Regions from separate parts of the Mus musculus genome. Here region 1 is linked to region 2. Evidence: chromatin contacts called from public Hi-C data. All regions are on one chromosome and are shown on one strand. Each heading gives the region's core, a stretch centred on a gene start, on an enhancer-like site or on the middle of the called end of the contact. The rest is flanking DNA. Distances are from core to core; before and after follow the strand shown. Region 1 overlaps Bcar3 (breast cancer anti-estrogen resistance 3). Region 2 has its middle 20 kb from the start of Gm40139.

Region 1 (6,886 bases), core at 3,750-6,249, 130 kb after region 2:
TGTTCCCAGAGGGTTCTAAGCCTATAGACAGTTAGCCTGCCCAAGGCTCAGATCTCAGCGAGGCCATTTCCCGTAGTAGGATTGGGATACCTCAGGTCACCCAGCAGATGAAAAGAGAAACAATAATGCAAACTCCAGCACCGAAAATAAGCAGCCTGGCTGTGGGAGGCTTGGGCAGAAGAGGGGGCAGCCGGGCCTCAGCTCCCTTTTGTACTCTACATGGCTGCAGCCATGGTCATGGCTAAATAGCTGTCTTTGAGGGAAGTGCTTTCTTCCAGCAGGAAAACAGGCGAGTCTGCTCTGAATTAGCCAGCTCACAAAGTCATGAAAGGGACTCACAGAGACAATGGCACGCTGTACATTCCGTGAGATTCTAACAAGTTATATGAACCAGATAATGGCCCAATTGGCTGGCTCTGCAGGTTTTTTGCCTGAGTGTGCACATCCGCAGAGAGCCCGCGCTGTCCCCTGTGGGACCAGATCAAACGGGTGCCAGCCGAGAATGCAGGCTAACTCTGGGCCCATGTTCAGTTTCGCCCACTCTGCCCACAATGTGCCCTGTCGCTATTCTTAGGAAGTTTCGTGTTACTACAGTGTAGAACACTGCAGCCACTGGGTAGGAAGACAGACAGACAGACGAATAGGGTAGAAAACAGTCCCTCACCCAGCAGATTCTTATCCTTTGAGCTTACAGAAATATGGATACTTAAAAAAAAAACATATCACAAAACATATTTCATACGAAAGTCTCTGTGTATACGCTTATATATGACATTATTTAATATCATTCACCACTGATGAATTAGAAACAGCCCGAATGTCTGCTTCAGCCATGAACAAACCATGGAGATCCACACGGTGGCATACCGTTCAGCTACAGAAAGAAGCAGACGCGCAAAACCACTGGTGTACCACGCAACATTTTTTTTTTTTAAATCTTTCAAAGTCTACCAGCTCTAATCACATCTCTGGTGACAGAAATGAGTCCATGGTTGAAAGGGGTAAGCGAGGGTACCTCTACAAGGGAACTTTGAGAGTATGACAGGGGAATGTCTTTGATTGTAGAAATAATTACCCAACTGATCATTTGTCAAAGCTCACAGGATTGTACTGAAAAGGGAGACATGTACTGAATGCAAATTAGCCTGGCCTTTAAATGGAAACGAAAATCTCCTCTTTTGGCCTTTGGGGACTGCCACCTCAATAGGGCAAGTTTCCGGTTTGAGATGGGCTGCTCCGTGAGGACAGACCTCCCAGCAGATGGAGACAGTGCTCTTAGAGACTCCGTGGAGGTTCACTCATGCCTCAGATGTTTTCCAAGTCTCTCCTGTGCACTCACCGTGTGGGGGGGTGGGAGGTGAGGGGAAGCTGACATGGAGTGTTTACCTCAGGGAGTGGCAGTGGCCACGGGGAGGCCAGGTGTCGCCAGAGGCCATTTGGAGGGAGAATTAGAAGCCGTTTTATTCAAGCAGGCCAGCAGATCCTGGCAGGACTTGAATGGAGCAGGTGACGGAAGGGAAGCTGGGGGCAGTTCAAGTTCACATGAGGGCCTGGGATCTTGCCAGAAGCTGGTCAGCTTGTGAGAAGGAAGGAGAGTCCCAAGTAGAAACCTTGTTACCACCATTGTAAATCAACCACCCAGCGAGCGTTTGAAGCTATGTTTAGAGCAAGGGTTAGGAAACTCCCACTCAAAGCCAAGTCTGGCTCACCCCCTCCTCTGACAGCCCCCCCCAAGTTTTCATTGGCTAAAAGTGGCCTTTTTAGTTTAAAGGGTTTCTTTCCCTTAATCAAAAAAGTAGCAAAATTATACAGAATTCATATTTTGGTGTATTAACGTTTTATTGGGATCCATAGACCTGTACTATGTATTGCCTGTGGCTGCTTTTGTGTTCTCCTGGTGCGGCAGCATAGCCTAGCGGAACCCTTCACAGGGAGGCTTGCTGAGCCCTACCTTAGCCTGGGGATTCCACTCTCCCTGCCTGCCTCTCTGATGATGTGTTGCGGGCTTCCAAGAGAAAATTCTGTCAGCTCATGCTGACATCACCATTGTGCAACGTCGCCTCACCTGGATCACCCATATCTTGCCTCATGACCAAGCTGTGAGTCCCTGTGCCAGGCCTGCAATCTCACAGATGCAATGCGTTGCCACATCAGCAGCATCCTGCAGGGCAGACAGGCTGGCTTCGAGCAGCATAGCTTTGCTGATCCGGCCGGCTCTGTCTGGATAAAGAGATGTGCGTGGACATCCTGATGTTTGAGGCCTGACTGCTCTGACTGGATCTTATGTAGATGATTTCACAGGTCAGACGCTCCTCTGTCAGGGCAGCCCGAGGGTCTGGTCTAACCAGTGAATGCAATAAAGCAAAGATGGATTCCTTGGGAGTTTACAGTTGTCGCAAGCTTCGGCCGTGAAGCTGAAGTGCAGGTAGCCCTCTCTGGCGTACGGTGGCTTTTCTGAAACTACCTAGATCAGTGGTTCTCAACCTTCCTAATGCTGTGACCCTTTAATGCAGTTTCTCATGTGGTGACTCTTCCCCCACCCCACCCCCAACCATAAAATTATTTTCTTTGCTACTTCATAAATGTTATTTTGCTACTGTTATGAATTATAATGTGAATATCTGATATGCAAGATATCTGATCTGTGACCCCTGTGAAAAGGTCACAGGCGTTTCAACCCACAGGTTGAGGACCACTGACCTAGACTCCATAAGGTGGAGAAGTCACTAGGAAACTGACAGACAAGCAAGAATCAGGCCTGTGGCTTCTTTTAGATTCTGCTCCATGGTTGGGCCTAAACCCCCCCTGGGGTCAGTCTGCTTCTAACCTCTTGTCATCCTGTCCTCTTCCTTACTCTTTAAATTCCACCATCGTCCCTCCTGCTGTCCCCAGGCCTGAACCGTCCTCTTGTCCTCTTTAAACTCCACCATCCTGTCCCTCCTGCTGTCCCCAGGCCTGTACCTTTCCCCTGTCCTATACGGTTTTGAGATAGAACCGTTGAGTGGCTTGAAGCTGTTACAATAATTTCAATTTGGGTTAAACTGTGTTCACTGATAAAACTACATTGAAAATGTAACGTCTAGTACCCTGGGCATGTGACCTTATTTATACATAAGGTTTTATAGGCATAATCAAGTCAGGAGAAGATCCTCCAGGAAATAATAGCTAATTATTTCCTCCAGGAAATACTAATCTCAGTATTTGCGAATGAAACCGTATTAGGAGATTGTCTCTTTTTGCAGATCAGTTGACCAAATTGAGATGATGCTGTACAGGTAGAGAGATGGCTCGGTTGGGAAGCGTGAAGACCCGAGTTTGGACCCCTAGCAGCCTTTTAAAAGGGGGTACATCAGCACGGGCCTGTAATCTCAGCATTGGGGAGGCAGACAGGCTGCCCCCTGGGGGTCACTGGCCAGCCAGGGTGACCTAATCAGCGAGCTCTAGGTTCAGTGAGAGACCCTGTCTCAAAACTATGGCAGAGTACTTACCCAGCAGGGGGTAGCCAGTGACCAAAGAGATGGTTTTCCTAGGGCGAGGCTCCAACATTATACTTGGGGTTTGCTGACCCCCGTGACCACCCCGAATGCGGGACCTTACACTTTGTGATAAGAGTCTGCGAGTCTGCACTGCCCCTCATTCAAGCACCTGCTCTTGATGTTCCCTGGGCGCTTTAGGGAGAGTGTGGCGTCGAGGATATCTGGAAACTATGAAAGAATACTTTTTTTTTTTTTTTTAAAGCAGGGTTTTGCTGTGTACCCAAGGCTGGCTTTGAATTCAATATGTAGCCGAGGCTGGCCTTAAACTTCAGGGCTCATCCCCCTTCAGCTCCCAAGTGTTGGTCTTATAAGAATGCACCACCACACCCGGTTTTATTTGAATGCCACAGAGTATGTGCTTATTGTCACAGTCATACTGGTAAGCAAGCACACATGCCAAATTGGTTCTTGCTAGCCATATTCTTAGGCATTGACTGAAATTCCCAGGAGCCAGTAAGTGGAGGAATCTGGGGTTAAATGTTAATATGGGTTAATATATGTAAAGTTCTTAGTCCAGAACCGAGGATGCGATTGGTACCCTGTAAATAAGAGGTAGCAACTGCCATTCTAGCTCCCTGTGTGTGCACTGGGCTCACCTTGCCTCAGACTCCCTGCCTTGGACCTTCCCCAGATCCTGTAGGCAACCTTGAGGGTCACTCTTGGGTCACCCTGTGAAAACTCTGCTCATGGCTGTGCGTTTTAAACAGCTCAACTCTGAAGCTAGGGGACTCTTCTTGTTCTCTTAATAATATTAATAATAATATTTGGTGCCTGAATGATATGCAACTGGATTCAAGGTACATCTAAATGAGGGTCCGTGGAGCCCAGGCTACCTGAATCATTATCCTCCTGTCTCAGCTTTCTCACATGTTGGAATTACATGTGTGTGCCTGCCCCTAAGCCATACATTCCAAAAATCTTTTTTTTTTTTTTTTTTTTTTTTGGATTTTCGAGACATGGTTTCTCTGTGTAGCCCTGGCTGTCCTGGAATTCACTCTGTAGACCAGGCTGGCCTCGAACTCAGAAATTCTCCTGCCTCTTAAGTGCTGGGTTTAAAGGTGTGCACCACCACTCCTGGCTCATTCCAAAAATCGTTATGTTCCCCAAAGCAAATAAGACTTATGTCTGTAAGAATGTCCCAGAGTTTCCCGAGAGTATCAGTTTCCAGATGGTTAAGCAGTTCCTAAATGCAGCCTTGGTCTGCCTTCTCTTGCTAATAACCTGCAGTTTTCCTGATGAAAACTGGTGTCACTTTTTGTTGTCCTAAATACTCACATATTTAGTAAGAGGTGTCCTCAATTTGTAGAGATGTAAGTCTGTAACGTTTTAGAGATACAGTTCTGGCATCGTCTGTGACTTAGACCTATCTACTTAGGAGATCTTGTTTTCTCCATACCTTAGCACTTCTAAGTACATCCAAAGAGGCCAGGAGTTCAGCCTTGGAGTTGTTTGCTATTAAACTCTACCCTCTAGTGGTCACTCCATGTCACAGCAATGCAGCATTTGGCTATAGCTGTTTCTGGACACTATGGGAGCTTTTAAGATGAAGTGTAATAACATAGCACATTATAGTTCAACTTCAGAAAGAGGGCCTGGGTTGGCTCCATTCAAGGTGTGTGAAGTCATGGAGCCTTTTGTCACTAGCGTATTGTCTGCGTTGTTTGGGTGGAGCCGATTAGGGTTGGCCTGAAGTTTTACGCACATTAAACTTTCCTTGGCTAGACTTGCATTTACATTGTGATCTGACAGTTGATAAGACTGACGCTTTGTCAGGAAGGGTGCTTGATTTAGCAAGGCAGAAAATAGCTATCAGTACTTTGAAGACTGATAGAGAATTTTCCACCCCTGTGGACAGTGGGTGCGCTCAGCCTGGCAGGAGCAGGAGAGAGTAACTGGAAGCCATGTTACGCAGAGATTTCTTGAGCTGGGGAGCTGGGGAATCCATGTTGTTGGGAAATTCTGAGAAGACGCTCACACAGAAGGAATTTTATTTATCTATTATCAAAACAATATATCATCAAATACTTCTTTGTGACTTGTCTTGTTGGCTATGCGTTACTCTGTGCTGAACGCACGAGCCGGATCTTCCTTTGGTGCAGGGTAAGTGTCCAGTGTCCAGAATGCGAATATCTGCGATCCGGCACGTGCTTCCTAACCTGCAACCTTTCCGATCATCAACTTAGAGCCGCAATAGGAGCATCCATACCATGCAGCTTTGTTTCATAAGCAAAGTTATTAAAATATTGCATAAATTATCTTCGGTCCATGCATATAGAATATTATTTGGGGCATAAATTAATTTCATGCTTAAACTTTGCACTCCTAAGATCTCTAACTCTTTTTTTTTCCCTTTCTCTCTATATGTATTTATGTGTGTGTGTGTGCAGGTTTTTTAAAAATCTGAAGTCTAAAACATTCAAGTATTTCAGATATCAGATACGCAACCTGAATTTCTTTATAAGAAAATGTCCTTATGACATTTGGGCTTTCCCAGTCCCCTCTTGTTTAAAACAGCACATAGTCGTTTCATAGCCTGCATTATCTGCCACTTGTCAACTCTCTAAGGGTTGGGATACAACACTGAACAAATTCCTGGACCTTCTATTCTGGAGGTGGCATACGGGGTGACCGTAGGAAGGACAACCAAGTTAAGGGGGGAAGGTTTAGCAGGGAGGGAGCTGGGAGATGTTAGCATAAAGGAGCTGGGCAGAGAATGGGACTTTAGTGTGGAAGGGCCAGGCAGCGGAGGAGGTCAAAACGGTAAAATGAAGCAATGGGGGTCAGAGCACACCTCTGCTCTGGGAGAACAGTAGGGAGGCCACCAGGCCTGCTGAGAGCAGCAAAGTAAGCTGCTATGGGGTCCAGCCACTGACAGAGAGCTGGAAGAAGGTGATTGGGCAGGTTGCACAGGGCCTGCACCTCAGGGGAAGGACTGGAATCTCTACAGTTGCCTGGGGTTCACTTTGGATTCCTTGTTGCTAGGGGACAGAAAGGAAAAGAAAGGGCAGGAGGGAGGAGGGGTGTGTGCACACAATGCACACGAGTGTTCAGGTGATAGGGGCTGGGGGTTTGGACCTGCCAGGTAGCTGGGGGAAGACGGGGAATTGGATGAGTAACTCGAAGGTAGAGCTAGATTACCTGGTGGACTGGCTGTGAGGGGAGAGGGGAGAGGGGTCAGAGCACTGGAAGAGCAGTGAGGTCACAGTTGAGAAGAATGGGGGGGGGAGTGTATTCTTCCGTGAATTTCAGGTAAGATAAACCCCTGGGGACTGGAGGCGTGGACCAGTGGTTAAGAACAGTTGTTGCTCTCCTAGGGGACCTGGGTTCTCTTCCCAGCACTCACACCAGAC
Region 2 (6,066 bases), core at 599-3,098:
AAGAGAGGAGGGCTCAGGCCACACCAATGCTCCTGGATTAGCTGACTGGGTGAATGCAGTGTCAGCCACAAAGGCCAGCACTGCAGAGGAAGGACTAAGTTTGTGGATAAAGATGGTGAGTAAGGCCCAAGAGCTGCCGAGGGGAGGTTGAGTAAAGGACCACTGACATCCATATTTGGATGTCCTCATCCTAAGCAGTAATGCTAAAAGGTGTTCTGCTGCAAATATGAGTGGACTAAAATGTATAGGACTCCAGCAGGGTGGCCATAGATGAGGCCAGCCCTTCTCTAGATAGGACTCAGTGAGGCCTTAATGGAGCTTGAGTCTGGCCTTGCTGGCTTGAAGTCCCAAGTGCCATGAAATGGGGCATACTGGGTAGAGGATGAAGCTATGGAAGTGAATTCTGCTGTGACAAGTAGGGGACAGGGGCCTGTCTAGAAGTGGGCAACAGCCGTCAAGTTCTAGTCAGTGTTCTCAGCCTCAGTGTCCCCCTCTTGGCTTGTCAGCTGTGAATAGCAGATGATCCGACGTGAATGTGGACTTTCATGGCACTGTACAGAGCCACATAAAGCCAGGTGGAAGGATGGAGTGTAGTCCAAAGTGCGCTACTGAATGGATGGGGTAGGATGGGGGGTGGAGCTGATTCCTTCCAGCTCATACACTGACCATGCGTATCTCTGTGCTCTGTGCTTGGAATGGGCTTCAGTGGAAGTATTTACACCACAGTGATTGGCAGAAGCCGAAAATCAGGCTTTCGATTATTAGGGGGCCAACTGTTAAACATTGCCAGGTATGGTGACACAGCCTGTCATTCTAGCCCTCAGGAAACTGAGGCAGGGTAATTACTGTGAGTTAGAGGCCAGCCTGGGCAACATAGCTCGGCTTGGACTACAAACCAAGGCCTCGTCTCAAATTGTTAAACATTTACTGGTATACCACTGGGGGTAGTAAAGTTTGCATGTGTAGGCAAGTGAGTGAATGAGTTCAGAGAGAGAGAGAGAGAGAGAGAGAGAGAGAGAGAGAGAGAGAGAAGCAGGAAATGAGGACCCATTGCCTGAAAGTATGGAATTGGAAGCCTAGGGCTTTGAGTGTAAACCTCTCTGGGTCTCAGTTTTCAGTGTCATATGGCTACTATAAATTTTTTTTTTAAATTATAAAAATTACATTGAAGAAGTACTTACGACAAGCAACAGGAACTGGCGGGTCATAAGCAGTCACATGCGTGTTAGCCACACATCATTCAATGCCCTGGTACTCAAGTCCCATCTGAATGGCCCTTACATTAACCCTTCTTCCTCTGCCTTGCTCTGACATCACTGTCTCTCCCCTGATCCATCTCCCTTTCTGCTCTGTCTCTTGCCCCCTTCAGTCCACTCTCCACACCGCAGTGCATGTTCTAAAAGACATTCCAAATAAATACATTAATAAATTAATAATAATAACTGCAGCCTTGCCTTCTCTCTGCCTACCCTTCTCAGTAGAGTCCCACCCCCACGCCCATGCCTACCATCCATCTCCTGCCCTGCTCCTGTGCCATCAGTCTGTCCCAGCCCTCACCCTCCAGCACCTGCTGTGGTGTGACCCCTCTGGTCGTACCTACCTGCCTATCATCATGTATTAGCTTTTTGTTCTTTCTTATGTGTCCCTATCGTCTCCGCCCCAATAGCTTCAGGACAGGAATTCCATCTTTCTCTGAATCATTTAATGTAGGAGTTGGTGTCTTGTGGCTTTTCAACAGACATTTCTTAGTTGATCGATTGTTTGATTGACACACCCGGGATGAAATGTGAGGAGGATGGAGTAAGCTACAAAAAGCAGAAGTTAGTCACAGAGTCCCTTTAGGGCTGTGGGTTGCTATAGAGACCACTCAGAGACACTCCAGGCACCATCTCTGGTACAGACCAGCAGACACTGTCCAGCCAAGCTCTGCTTCTGGTCTTCCTGGGTGCCTAACCAGAGGGGGAAGCCTAAGCAAGGCCTTGTTTAGGAAGTTAGCCAGACACTGTTGGGCTAAAGCCTTTGTTGTTTTTTTCATGAAGGGTTGAGAAAGAAAACTCTTTCCTGTCTTTACTGTGCCCAGCTTTCTGCGCCTTCCTGTTATCATAATGGCTCATTGTTGGTGGCTTTTCGGAAGAGTGGGGCAATATTTCACCCTCGGCCACACTTTGGTCACTGTCGGGAGCAGGCTAACTGTGCCACAGGCTGTGGGTTACATCAGCTTCTCTGACTCTGTGAGGTTAATTTGGGGGATGACGACCAGCTGGGGTGATATGTAGTTCTGCAGAACAGTGGGGTTATTCTAAGAGTGCTCTTGACGGCAGCCTCAGGCCTAGAGCCTTCCCCTGTTCATCCGCTGACAGCCACGCCTGCAAGTGTCTCCGCCTGAGAAGTGTGGACTGTGTAAGTGCAGACCTTTGTCCCATCCTGTTCTTTGCACACCTCCCCTCAGCCACTGCCTACGGTTCCCTTTCCTTAATGGATGGACGGGCAAAGAGAGGTGGCCATGATACCCAGAGGGCAAGCAGATAGCAAAAGCCAAATTAGACTCAATTAAGTGGCTTGATAAACTCTGGTAGGCCAGCATGACTTGGGATGTTTCAGCTCCTAAGAATATTGCTCAGATATTCCTATGGAGTCCCCACGAAGTCTGCCAGACCCTTTAAAAATGCTATTCCCTGGTCAGGTCAAAGAATAAGACCACTTCACTTTGGGAATCTAGTGAATGTGCTCTTGATCATGATAGTCTGTCTTATTTGAACTATTTCCCTGATGGCATCTTAGCCTATCTGGACTCTCTTTCTGGCCTTCAAACAAGTCAGCTCCATTCCATCCCCTAAGAGCACCAGGTCACCTTTTGTGGCTACCTGTTTCCTGCAGCCTCAGCAGATGCCTGGCCTCTTCTAGACAGCAGCGTGGCTTCAGGAACTCCCCTCTCCTGCATTCTCTATTCCTCACAGACGAGGCCAAGGGAGATATAGAGCAGTGGAGAAGGAGGCCCCCATTTCATATCCCACTTGCCTGGTCTCTTGCAGGAGCAGAGATTGTCTCCCTTCAGAGCTGAAGCACTTATTTCCCCTGTGCTGGCTAGTTTTATGTCAACTTAGCACAAGCCAGGGTCATCTTAGAGAAGGGAGCCTCAATTAAGAAAATGCCTCCATAAGATCAGACTGTAGATAAGCCTGTAGTGAATTTTCTTAGTGATCGATGGGGGAGGGCCCCGGCCATTGCAAGGTAAGTGGTACCATCTCTGGGTTGGTGGTCCATTCTCTCCTCTCTCTCTCCCCCCTCCCTCCCTCCTCCCCTCCCTCCCTCCTCCCCTCCCTCCCTCCTTTATTCTCTTCCTCCCATCCTCATTCTCTTAAAAAAAAAAAAAAAGCAGACTGAGAAAACCACAGAGAGCAAGCCAGTAAGCAGCACCATTCCATGGCTTCTGCATCAGCTCCTGCCTCTGGGTTTCTTCTCTAAATGCTTTTGGTGATATGAAAGTATGAATGGAGTAAACCATTCCTTCCTTAAGTTGTTTTTGGCCATGTTGCTTCATCACAGCAAAGAAAGCCTAACTGAGATACCCCAGGCTGCAGGAAGACTGGATGATCTTCGGCGAGGACACCTATTTAGGGCCACCTGTCTTCAGACATTCTTGTAGGGTCATTTGAGGCCTCTGACATGCTGCATGTACTCATGTGACTCTCTTTCTCAAAGTCTGTGTCTCATGGAAGCAACCCTCACAGAGAATGGGCAGGTGTGACTCTGACTGTCTCCGAGCCTAGGACTCTTCTACTAGATTCTCCAAACCTGCCTGTAGCCTCACCCTACTTGAGCTTCCTGGCGAGTGCCATTTTTAAAAGCATAGAAGAGTCTTGGGGAGCACTGAAGGAGAATATCCAAGTGTGCAGGCTACTCTGTACACTAGACAGAAAACTGGCGGTGGGAGAAGCCATGTAGGGGACTTCTTGTGTCCAAGAGCCTGGTGATAAGTTGAAAGAATGACTCGGGAAGGAGACTGGCCTCTAGAGGAAGCTTCCCTTGTCTCCTTTCTCCCGAAGAGACAGAGAGAGAGAGAGGTACAGGGAAGTTTCAGTGCCTTCTGGGAAGGTTTATTAGACTTTTATTAGATGGTTTCCCAAACTACAAAAGCTTCCCTGTTCCTATTGGCCATGCAAATGTACCTCAAAGGACTTTACTTTCATCCACAATTGGAGCCAGCCATGAAATTATGCAGTTAGACTCCAACCAACGCCCAAAGAGTCTGCTCGTCCACAGGGCTTAAGTGTGGTTTCCAGCACCCATGTTACGTGGCTCACAATTGGCTATAAAGTCAACTCTAGGGTGATCTGGCACCCCTGGCCTCCAAAAGCACATGAACTCATGTGTGTGCTCATAGCTGCCCCCACCCCAATACATCAAATAAGTAAACTAGAAAAAGATACTAGAGAGTTGTTGTGGGCACCATTCCACTGTTGGAGACGAGGGGTAGGAGGCCTTTGGGTTCCTGCCTCTGCTTCCCAGGCCCATAACTATCAGCCACTTTTGGAAGATCTGCAGGTCCTGCCTGTCCCTCTACAACCCGAAAGAGTCTAAGTCAGGAAAGTGTAGCATTTCTGCCTCTCTCCTTCCGAGGAGCTCTAGAGTATACATTTTGAAAGGGTGGTGGTGCCCATGCATGTAGGACTAACATTTATACAGTATTTGATATAGTGGTTGTCATCATCAAAGCCTAATTCTCTGAGTACTGTACCCAAACTCATTCCAGTCTATTTAAAAGGCTGTGCCTGGGCATTCACTGGAGTGGACCTTATGAGAGAGGGAGAGTGGGTAAAGAGATACTTCTGTCCAAATGATAAATTACCTCATAGGAGCTAACCAAAATCCCTGTAGTTTTTGTTAATGTGTTTGTTTAAAAACAATTTGCAAAAATTTATCTTAGGGCAGTTTCAGCTAAAGTTGGAAAAGTCAGCAGGGGATACTAATTTGCTTTATTAGGTCTCCCCGCCCCCAACTCCAAGAGACCCAAGGGAGCTAGACAAATGAAACTCGTAGCTTTTAGTAAAAATAGCCAGGGATGAGCTGTCCCGGTTAGTCATCAGACTGACTACTCTGTAGCACCAGCTGCGGGTTTCTCCCGTGGAGACTCTGTATGGTGAGGGATAATGAGGTGGGGAACGGGACCAGTGGGTAATGTGGCAGAGACAGAGTGGCTTGGGAGGGCTCTAAAAGTGAGCAGCACCTCGTGAACTGCTGTTGGTTGATCCTAGGCCGGCTGATGTCTTTTAGGAGACAGGGGGACCATGCTGACTCAGTACTAAGGCACTCCTAGAATAGAAACCATTCTGGGTCACTAGGTCACTTCAAACAGTGCTTACTGCGGCTCCTTTACAGTATGCAGAACTCCAAAACCCTGATTTGCCAATTTGTGCATCTTTGTGCTGCCAATAGTTTCCCACCATCACCAGTGTGTTGGGGACTGTAGATAAAAAAAAAAAAAAACCCACAAGTCCAGATACCAGGGGTCATGCTGTCCCATCTCTTGCTTGTCAAGGGTAGGTGAACTTCAATGGTATGCTGGCTTCTGCCTATGGGGATTCCCAGTCTGATTTGAGGCCTGGAGTCAATGCAATTCCAGATAACCCTGAGATGAGACATGAAACAAACACAGAAAATGAGACGAAAGCCCCTGCTGCCAGATGATGGCTGAGATAGTTCTGAGTGATTAAATACCCCTTCCTTTACATGTGCGCACAACACGCCCCCACCCCTGCACTTTTCCCCACAGGTGTCTATTATTCTTCATTTGTGTAATAATGATAAAAAGAAATCCAGGTTTAGTTCCACATCTGAGATGCCTTCTGTGGGCCAAATGATGTCACAGGAAGGAGCATCCTCTTCATGATGGAAAGCACCCTCGACATAAACACGCCTTCATCATTGCTTATCTGAGAACTGGGCAAGCTGGAGATTTCAACTCACTTTCGCCGATCTCCATGTTGACACTGGGGGAAATACAGTAGGCTGCTGCCTTGTTTTCCCAGGAAGGCTGACTGAGCAGTTCTCCAAACATCTGCAAGT

The links. Hi-C and Micro-C count contacts between places; a contact is called where the count stands out from the background.
Region 1: a Hi-C map of bone marrow-derived macrophages shows a contact between it and region 2, with 62 read pairs. The contact joins two enhancer-like sites. A contact is called at or near these places in 9 of 39 promoter capture datasets (the C10 cell line, cranial neural crest, embryonic stem cells and 6 more), 3 of 15 datasets of contacts at CTCF or cohesin (the NIH/3T3 cell line, embryonic stem cells and stem cell-derived epiblast-like cells), 34 of 484 Hi-C or Micro-C datasets (B cells, the C2C12 cell line, the G1E-ER4 cell line and 19 more), 16 of 115 datasets of contacts at active chromatin or transcription factors (the NIH/3T3 cell line, a colorectal cancer cell line, embryonic basal ganglia and 9 more) and 2 of 9 other capture datasets (embryonic stem cells and embryonic trunk).

Annotation. Positions count from the first base shown.
Region 1 is chr3:122,461,247-122,468,132 of GRCm38.p6, forward strand. The region is part of intron 3 of Bcar3 (breast cancer anti-estrogen resistance 3); the gene reads left to right. Among named protein-coding and RNA genes, the nearest start is that of Gm34349, 16 kb to the right of the region's middle. Within about 2 kb of position 5,000, at least 16 of the 459 cell types and tissues checked have an H3K27ac peak or open chromatin away from gene starts, as enhancers often do. A contact at or near this core is called in bone marrow-derived macrophages, where this site is marked.
Region 2 is chr3:122,338,478-122,344,543 of GRCm38.p6, forward strand. No RefSeq gene overlaps it. Among named protein-coding and RNA genes, the nearest start is that of Gm40139, 20 kb to the left of the region's middle. Within about 2 kb of position 1,849, at least 67 of the 459 cell types and tissues checked have an H3K27ac peak or open chromatin away from gene starts, as enhancers often do. A contact at or near this core is called in bone marrow-derived macrophages, where this site is marked.